Linked DNA regions of Gossypium hirsutum: region 1 is linked to region 2. A link is a contact called in public Hi-C data. All regions are on one chromosome and are shown on one strand. Each heading gives the region's core, a stretch centred on a gene start, on an enhancer-like site or on the middle of the called end of the contact. The rest is flanking DNA. Distances are from core to core; before and after follow the strand shown. Region 1 has its middle 12 kb from the start of LOC121208299. Region 2 has its middle 17 kb from the start of LOC107922446.

Region 1 (4,826 bases), core at 563-3,062, 720 kb after region 2:
ACTAGATTTTAAGTGCCAACTTGGATTTCCTAATGGGATGTGAATAGATTTTTTATTAAATAAATTTAATTAATTAAAAATTTTAAACCCTAAATCTTAGTTAAAAAACCGTTCATCTCCCTTTTTTTTAGTTTTCTTTTTCAATTGACTAAAAAAGCTATTTTCATCAAAATTTTGCATTCACCTACAAAACAAAAGAGGATTCAATGGAGAGTCTAGGTATGTCTTCTTCACCGACAAATTTATGTTCTAAAACTTAAAATGAAGTAGTTGTCGACGAATAAGAAGATGGTAATCGTTTTTGTTCCTAATCATTTTATTTTCCAATTCTTCACTTTCTTGAATAATTAGTGTCTCAATCCGATTTTTTTATCTAAATCGGCTTGTTTGTTCACATCCCTTTGTGGGTATCCCTTTTTTTAATCTGAAATTCTTTTAATTGTTAATATTTATATCAAGAATTTTAATTTAGGGTTTTCATTAAATAATAAAAAATCCAATCTTTTATTTTTCAGTATTGAATAAAAGAGATAGATGAATGCAAAGAAGACATACCTTCATCTTTATGAAGCAATCAATTTGATTCCAACTATTTTGATCTTAATAATAGTTTTTCCAATCAAATGAAAAAAAAAACTATTGAAAAAAAGAAGAGACCGAGGAAAAATTAAAAAGAGGAGATGAATAGTTTTTTTAGTTAAGGTTTAGGTTTAAAAATTAAAAATCTATTTTCATCCCATTTAGAAATCCAAGTTGACATCTAAAATCTAGTTGGACTGCTATATAGGATTACTGTTAGAGAGACAACAGAACTTAATGGTAGAGTGATCACTTAGTAACAAAATAGTAATATATGTGACTAAAACGTAACATTTGAAACATAAGTGACCAAAATGTAACCTGAGGTAAACAAAAGTAACTATTTTTATAAATTACCCTAAAAAATAATATCAACAGTTATTTTTATAAATTATACTTGAAACATTATTGCTCAAAAATTCGTTTGGGTATTTATGATATATGCACTGAATGAAAAAAATACATGTATTTATATTTAAAAAAATTATTTTTCAACCACTGATGGCATCGGCGTCCACTATTTCACTTGCTCCAAATGCCTTTAATTTAAGCTTTCTTTTTTTTTTTTTTCATTTTCTTGTTTCCCTTTTTATTTATCTGTTATTTGAAAGAAAAATAAGAAAGTTTCTTTCTCCAAATCACGTTTTACATATCTATTATCAAGAAATGAGTTTTAGTTTTAGTTTTATTGTCTTCTGTAAATTGATCGAGAGTTGAAATTATTGAGAAATGAGTTTTTATTCTTTCTTATTATATTCTAGAAATTGATGGAGAGTAGAAGAAAATGATGAGTAAGATTAAAGTAAAACTAAGATGAAAACAGAAATAGATTCTGCAATTTATTTTAGAAGTTTATGAAAATTGAATGAAAGAGAAAGAAAATGATTGAGAGTGAGTTTGAAAATAAAAATAAAAAAAATTACTGGGTAAAATTGATTAAAACAAAAGAAAAAAGTATTGCGTGTTAGTGTTGAATAGGCTATTTTTAGTCTCTTCCACCGAATGTTGACAAATAAAGAGAAAATGAAATTCCACTAAATAACTCATTCAATAAAATCAAAGGATTGAAATTCCACAAAGCCTAATACTCCCATAATTTACTTCCAAACCCATTTGACAGAAACAGAAAAATAGTAATTAAATAATAACAGTTGGGGAAGATATTATTAGTGGGCTAGTCAATTATAATCATAAATCATTGCCCACTTTGGTCATCTATTGGAAAGCGATGCTCATAGCGCTCTACTCAACACCTTAAGAACAGCTACACTATTAATTTATCCAAATGCACCCACTACGTGGCTTCTTTACTCTTTTATATTAAACCAAATTTGATTGACTTTTATATATACTATCGAACAACATTATTAGTTTATTGTTTATTTTTTTATGTCGAGGAATCTTTGATGGTTTAATTTTTTAAGTAATAATGGTTATGATAGTGTTTTAATTGAGATTGATAAGCTAAAAAGCTATTTAGGAGAGGACAACAAATAACTCTAATTCTACTTTGATCAGTGGAATTCATCAATTGTTGATACGATTTAAACAATGGCAAATTCAATATATCCCTAGAAAAAAACAATTAGGATGTTGATAAATTAGTTAAATTAACTCATCACAGATCTTATGATTTATGCTTATATGAAGTCTCCCTATTAGGGGATGATTTAAATTTTGTAATTAATTTAAGTAATTTATTTAAATTTAGTAGCTGCATCAGCATTTCAGTTTCATTTGCTATAGTGACGTGGATTGAATCCAATTTGTTGACGAGAAACTATTTAAACTATGTGAGGAAAGAAAATGAAAATTATCTTAATAATTAAAAATTAAATATCTAAATAATTAGGAATTTGTAGGTAATTTGAATACTCTAACAAGTTTAGATATGCAAATGTAGCTTCTCTTCGCTTTTTTTTTCTTCATATTTTGCATCACAATCATTAAATATCAATTTTGATTCTAATATTAAATTTGACATAATTTAAAGTTTTAATTTTTATAATATTATTAGTTTATCTTAATAATTAATATTTTTAATCATTTAAATTAAAATATTAATGTCAATTTTTCATAAAAATAATATTTCAACAAAAATATTATTTTATCACGGTGAATTCAATTAATTTTTTAAAGTCCGCCAGACATTTTCAACATTATTTTTTTATTATATTATTAATAAGTGATTTTTTAAATTTTAAAATATTATCTTAATGAATTTAATAAAATAATTTTAATAATAATAACAACTTAACCTAAATTTTTGTTATTATTGATTTTATTTCAACATATACTCAACATTAAAAGCTCTCTTTTAGACCTGGCGACTCAATCCAACATTAAAGCTCGCATTGCAGCTTCTGTAGCCTTCCCTTTGATTTTCCCAGACTTGTTGTAATAAGAGAGTGCACCTCTTACTTTTTGTTCTTAGGGGCAGGCGCCCAAATGAAAAAATTAACATTTTAGTCCGTCATAAATAACAAATTTATATATAGTAAATTTACATTTTAGGCCTAAAAATGAAAAAATAAAATCATTTTAGTCTTTTCCAAAATAATAAAATTATAAGTTAATAAATGATAAAAGTATATTTTGATATCTCAAAAAATTATAATTTATTTTCAATCCCTAAAATTCACTCCTAAATATTTTAATAATTTATCAAATACACCCAATTAAATAATCAGAATAACCTAAATTTTATCATGCGCAATGTAAAATTACCATCTTTAAATAATCTTTGGAATCTAAATAAAAATTATTATTTTAAAATAATAAATACTAATATAATTTTTTTTAAAATAATTTGTAACTATCATTCAGGAATTAGATGAAATTTGAGATTAAAATTGCTAACATGATTTGATTGGAGAGAAATATGGTGGGACAAAGAATAAAATAATGTGGTCAGAGATGACGCGTCTGGACCCTAACATTGGTAATGATTTAAGGGTAAATGAGCGGATAAACTTTAATATTTGGGACCCATCTGTCCCACTAAATTTTGCTGTTCAGATTTGAAGTTGACGTGGCGAAGAGGAGCACGTAACGCCATCATACTTCTCCGCCCATCTTTCCTGTCCGGTAACTATTTACTTCTTTCTGAGTTATTATTACTTTTAGAATTTAATTTAAAATTTATGTTTATTTCAATATATTTTTTAGTTACATTTCTATTAAGAAAATATTTTTTTTATTTTAAAATATCACATCAATTAATTTAATAATATTAATAATTAGATCTGTATTTTAAAATCTAAAAAATATAGAAATTAAATTCTAAATTTTTAAATAATACAATGACCTATGGTATATTTTAACCTTAAAATTTAATTGAATTTCATGTAAATCATTATATATATATTTTATTCTTACCTAGATATCTATTTTTATTTATAATTCTCAATTCTTAAATTAAAGGGAATTTTTTTTTAAGAAAATTAAATTCACGTTGTCTTTTTTGTTGTAATAGTTAAATACAAAACATAATATTCACAATAATCACACTAACAATAACAGCTTTTAAACAAAAATACTAAAATTCTTATCAATATTCAAGTAAATCAAGATTATAATGACAATAATCCTAATTTCTTAGGGTAGCATTTAAGAATTTGAATTTAGATCTCAAAAATGGTGTAAATTGTGTAATAAAATAGTTAAAAGGGTCACATTCATGATAATTTCTCAAATTTATGGATTTGTTAGATGCTTATATAGTAATGATTTAAACTTTTTAAAATATTTTTAGATTTGAAAAGTTCATATTTTTATATTTTTTAAATACTTATTATATTGATTCTCAACTAATTTGTTAATAAAATATGTATTTTGTTCTTATCATTTATAAAATAAATAAAATCTAAATTCAAAAATTTAAATCCAGGATCTTAAGCAAAACTTTAAGGATTTGTATTAATTTACCTTTAAAAATTATTACTAATTTAAAATGTTAATTATTTTATTCAATCATTAAAAATTTAATATTGTATAAAAATCTTAATCTAACACTAAAAAATCGCATGAAAAAGGAAACAAAAAAAAAAAGATTTAAAGAGACCCTTGAAAGATTGATCATCAATCTTGTAAAAGTTTTGGAAAGAATGTGAGGAAAATAATAAGGAAAAAAAAAGGACTATTGAATTCTAGTGAGCATAAATAAGTTTTTAAAGTAAAATTATTTTTTGGTTAAAAAGTAATCCAAATTTTTATATTCTTTTTTTTATAAATTTTATTTATTTATT
Region 2 (4,341 bases), core at 1,088-3,587:
TAGGGTTCCATAAATTCGTCTAATAACCCAATTGCAAAATTGCAACCACAAAATGGAGATAAATTTTATGAAAGATTTATTGAGTTAGTTAAGATGGTTACACCAAGAATCTTCTTTATTTTGTTTCATTTACTTAATTCTTAGATATTTTTTCAAAAAGTGATAATTATAATTACATTCACAATCAATATAATTTTAAATTACAATTAATAAAATTCTTAACTCTCAATATTGAATTGTCTTCAAACGAATTGTTTTTTTAAATTACAATAATAATAATAATAATAATAATAATGTATTATAACAAAAATTCAATTAACGGATGCTTTGTAACTGAATAAATTTAAAATAAAATTACATCAAATTCAACTAATAACGAAACTCAAATCTCAAATTTGTAGAATAAAATCTCATAGATTCAATTGAAACAAACCTATAATTTTTAGGTTGTATTTCAACTATAAAAATGATTTTATTTTAATTAAAAGTTTAAGGGTGTGTCTGGTTTTAAGAAACAAGAGTCATTTTTATTTTCTTGGAAAATAATGAAGAAAACATATTTGGTTAAAGATTTTAAAAAATGAAAGTAAAAATATATGAAAAATTAGAAAATAAAAAAAACATGTTTAAATAAAAATATTTAAAAAAATGAAAAAAGTTAAAATAAAGTAATTTTTTTAAAGTTTCATTTTATGCATTAGATTTATTCTAGTTCAAATCTTTTCAGATGCAACTTTTATTTTTAAAACCTTTAAATATTTTTTATTTAACTAATTTTTTTACTATTTTAATATATTTTAACAAATTATATTTTAATTTAATTATTTGTTTTTATTTCTATTTAAAAAATACTTATCAAATACGATTTCAAAACATAGAAAATAAAAAATAAAAAAGAGAATATTCTTTAAAACCAAATTAGCACCCTAAGGTTTTGTTTAGTTTCAGTAAACAAAAGTTTTTTGTTTTCTTAGAAAATATTGAAGAAAACATGGTTGAAAATTTTAAAAATGATTTTTGAAAATAAAAATGAAAATATGTGAAATTTTAAAAATAAAATAAAATTTGTTTCATTGTTTTCACTATAAATACTTTTGTAAAAGTGAAAAAAGATGAAAATAAGGATTTTTAACTTTTAAGGTATTTTTGATTGGATAGAAAAGTGACTAGATCGGAGTAAAAAAATAGAAAGAAAATAAATTTCGAGTGTAATTGATACAGAAGGAAAGTGAGGCAAAAACAAATAAGAAAAATTATGATTTTTTATCTCAATGCATAAAAATCAATTATTTTAAATTGAAATGATGAGAGTAGAGAAAATGAGAGAGAAATATTTGTTTAAAATTATATATATTTCAAATATTTTATTTTATTTTTATTTTTTCAATTTTACCAAAAAATGGAGGGAAAGAGAATTGTTTTTTTTTTAAATTTATTTATTTAATCCATGTATTCCCACTATAACATAATAAAAACTCAAACCACAAAATATCATTTTCTAAATTTTAAAATTTATTATAATAATATTAATATGTTTTAAAAATATAATAATACTCATACTGCACATGGTTGGTATATATGCAATTTTATTTTTAATTGAATTATTTTCATAAATATTTTTTAGTTCATGAAATTTTAGCAACTTAAAATTTCTTTTAGAAGTAATTATTCAAACAAAATAATTTAAAACAATAGAAATTTAAGATGATACATTTTAAAATTTTCCTTCCAAACGCAATGTAAAAGTGTCTTTAGATGATGGATTTTAAAGAGAGACTTCCAAAATTCTAAAGTGAATTTTCATTATTAGGGAAAACAAAATAAGAATTTTGAAAATTCTTAAAATTTGAAAGAAGAATTTAGATAACTCAAATTATCTTTTCAAATTTCAACTCTAGCAGTGGAATTTGTGACATTCCTTGATTTTTACTACAAGACTAGCATTTGTAGTTTTTCTTGAAGATTTTTTTTTTCATGCTATTAGCTGATCTTATTTATTTTTAATAATATCAATTTTCCATTATAATTATTTTATTAAATTTCAATATTATTTTTTCTGAAAAAGTGTTTATGTAAACACACCAATTATAATTGTTAGTATCAATATTTTTTTAAAAAAAATCCTAAAATACCATGTGACATTCAGTAAAATGGATATTTAAAATTCAAGTTTTATAAACTAAATTAGGACCTAAAATTAAAAGTCAAAATGGGGAAATGGGTAAAGTCATACACAGCTAGTGCTGAGTGGTGAATAGTGGTGCCAAAACGTGGGTCTCAGTCTTACCTGTCATTGCTCAAAAGATTTCCGCCAACACATGATAAGGACCCTGGAACCTTAACACTACCAACTTATTCTTGCTTTCTTCTTTGCTTTTCACAGCTAAAATCCACACTGCTCCATTATTTCTCCATTTCAAATGTTATATATTTCCTTTTCATTTCCAATATTATTCACTCCTTACTTAAACATTTGTATTAAAAATTAGATTATATTTTACTTATTTTACTAAAAATTAGGTATATTAATTTCTGTACCTTAAATTAAAAATAAATTAATTCTCTTTTTAAAATTTTATTTATTTGTACGGTTAAAAAATGAGTCCCTATACGTTAGCATGAAATACATATGGCGCATTACATGTCATTATTTGATTATTTATCAACCACACTAGTTTTTAACAATACAAATAGATAAATTTTTAACAAAAAAGACCAATTTATTCTTTAATTTAATATACAAAAATTAATTTATCCAATTTTTAAATAAAAAAATATAATTTGACTCTTGATATAAAAGTCTCCATAATTCTTTTTACTAATCACAAATAATTCGTACTGTTTATTTAAATCTTCAATGACATTAACTTCTAAATTCGAAATCCATCATCTAGTATGTGCCCCTTGTAAAAACAACCACTCAATCAATATTTTGTTTCTAAATTTTTAGTAGCTTGTATTAACTTCAACCCATGTTGAAAAAAACTTGATTTGTACCAATATCAACAATCTAACATCTATTTAAAAGATAAGTTTGTATTTGATATACTTACAGTGTTTTTTTTATTCTATAAATAATTTTAAAAAATTGTCATTTATTTCTTTTTTTAATATTTATTTTTTAAAATTTTTTATTATAATTTTGTAAGACACTTGTCATGCTCTTAACCTTTCATGTAGAGATTAAAAATTCCATTGATATTGTACCAAATTTGTTTCCTAAAGTATAAGGTAACATTTTAATCTTTGAATTTGACAATTTTTCCTTAGTCTTTAAACTTTTTTTTTTGTCCACTTTAATTTTGGAACTTGACAACTTTTCACAATTTTGATCTTTATAATGGCGCGACACTTTGAAATTGTACCACTTTATCACTAAATTTTTAATAAAAAATAATTTTTTGGGGGATAATTTGGCACAATATCAAAATGTCATATTATCACATACACAAAAACTGAAAAAAGTTAAGTTAGAAAAAAAGGACTAAGTTGAGAAAATTACTAAGCTTAATGACTAAATTTTATATTATCTATTTTCATTTCGGTGTTTATTTTAAAAGTGGAGTATTGAAAGAGTTGGTAAAACCGATTAAATAAGTAAAAACTAAATTTAAATAATAAAAATAATATTAATTTTGTTTATTTTTAAAGTAATAAACTATAAATCTTTACTAAATTTAATTTATTTATTAAACCAAAAGATCAAAAAGAGTTAAATTTATATAGAAAACCTCACCAATTTATCATTCAGTTCGATTTTTCAATCTTGACTATAGATATGTAGCAAATAAGAAGGAATCTTTTCAATGATTGAGTTAATATTAATTGAGATGCTAACTAATGTTGGTATTTTTGGGTAAATTAATGATAGTTTGTTAATTTTGAAAGTTAACAACGAAAAAAAGTTCAAATTTATTGTAATTTAGCAAAATTTTATATTTATTTTCTGTATTTTAAAACCTTAAAGTTTAATTACTCTTATTTTTCGATTTGAAAATCTTAATTCAGACATTAGCATCGTTCGTGTTTTTCATTAAAATTTTTATCAATTTAATATATATTTTTTTCGTTTAGCATATGTTACATCATATCAATGTAGTTTAATTAATATGTCGAGTTGATAAATTCTGATTAAAAATATGAATGATTTAATGATTGAATTTAAAAAGTTTAATTAGAGACTAATCTCAAATTATTTTAAAGTAAAGGGGCTAACAAGGTAAAAAAGAAACCCGTAATTTAGTAGGAAATTGAAAGAGAGGGATTTTAGCTCTGGCATTGGTCCAAGGTAGCGAAGTAAGACTAAAGGCTATTTTACTTAAATAATCCAAAAATTAATTA

Evidence for each region. A called contact is a pair of places that touch in the nucleus more often than the background predicts.
Region 1: a Hi-C map of leaf shows a contact between it and region 2, with 2.2 times the contacts expected there. The contact joins two enhancer-like sites. A contact is called at or near these places in 2 of 34 Hi-C or Micro-C datasets (both in leaf).

What each region holds. Positions count from the first base shown.
Region 1 is chrA01:40,830,604-40,835,429 of Gossypium_hirsutum_v2.1, forward strand. No RefSeq gene overlaps it. Among protein-coding and RNA genes, the nearest start is that of LOC121208299, 12 kb to the right of the region's middle. Within about 2 kb of position 1,813, at least 3 of the 9 cell types and tissues checked have an H3K27ac peak or open chromatin away from gene starts, as enhancers often do. A contact at or near this core is called in leaf, where this site is marked.
Region 2 is chrA01:40,105,209-40,109,549 of Gossypium_hirsutum_v2.1, forward strand. No RefSeq gene overlaps it. Among protein-coding and RNA genes, the nearest start is that of LOC107922446, 17 kb to the left of the region's middle. Within about 2 kb of position 2,338, at least 1 of the 9 cell types and tissues checked has an H3K27ac peak or open chromatin away from gene starts, as enhancers often do. A contact at or near this core is called in leaf, where this site is marked.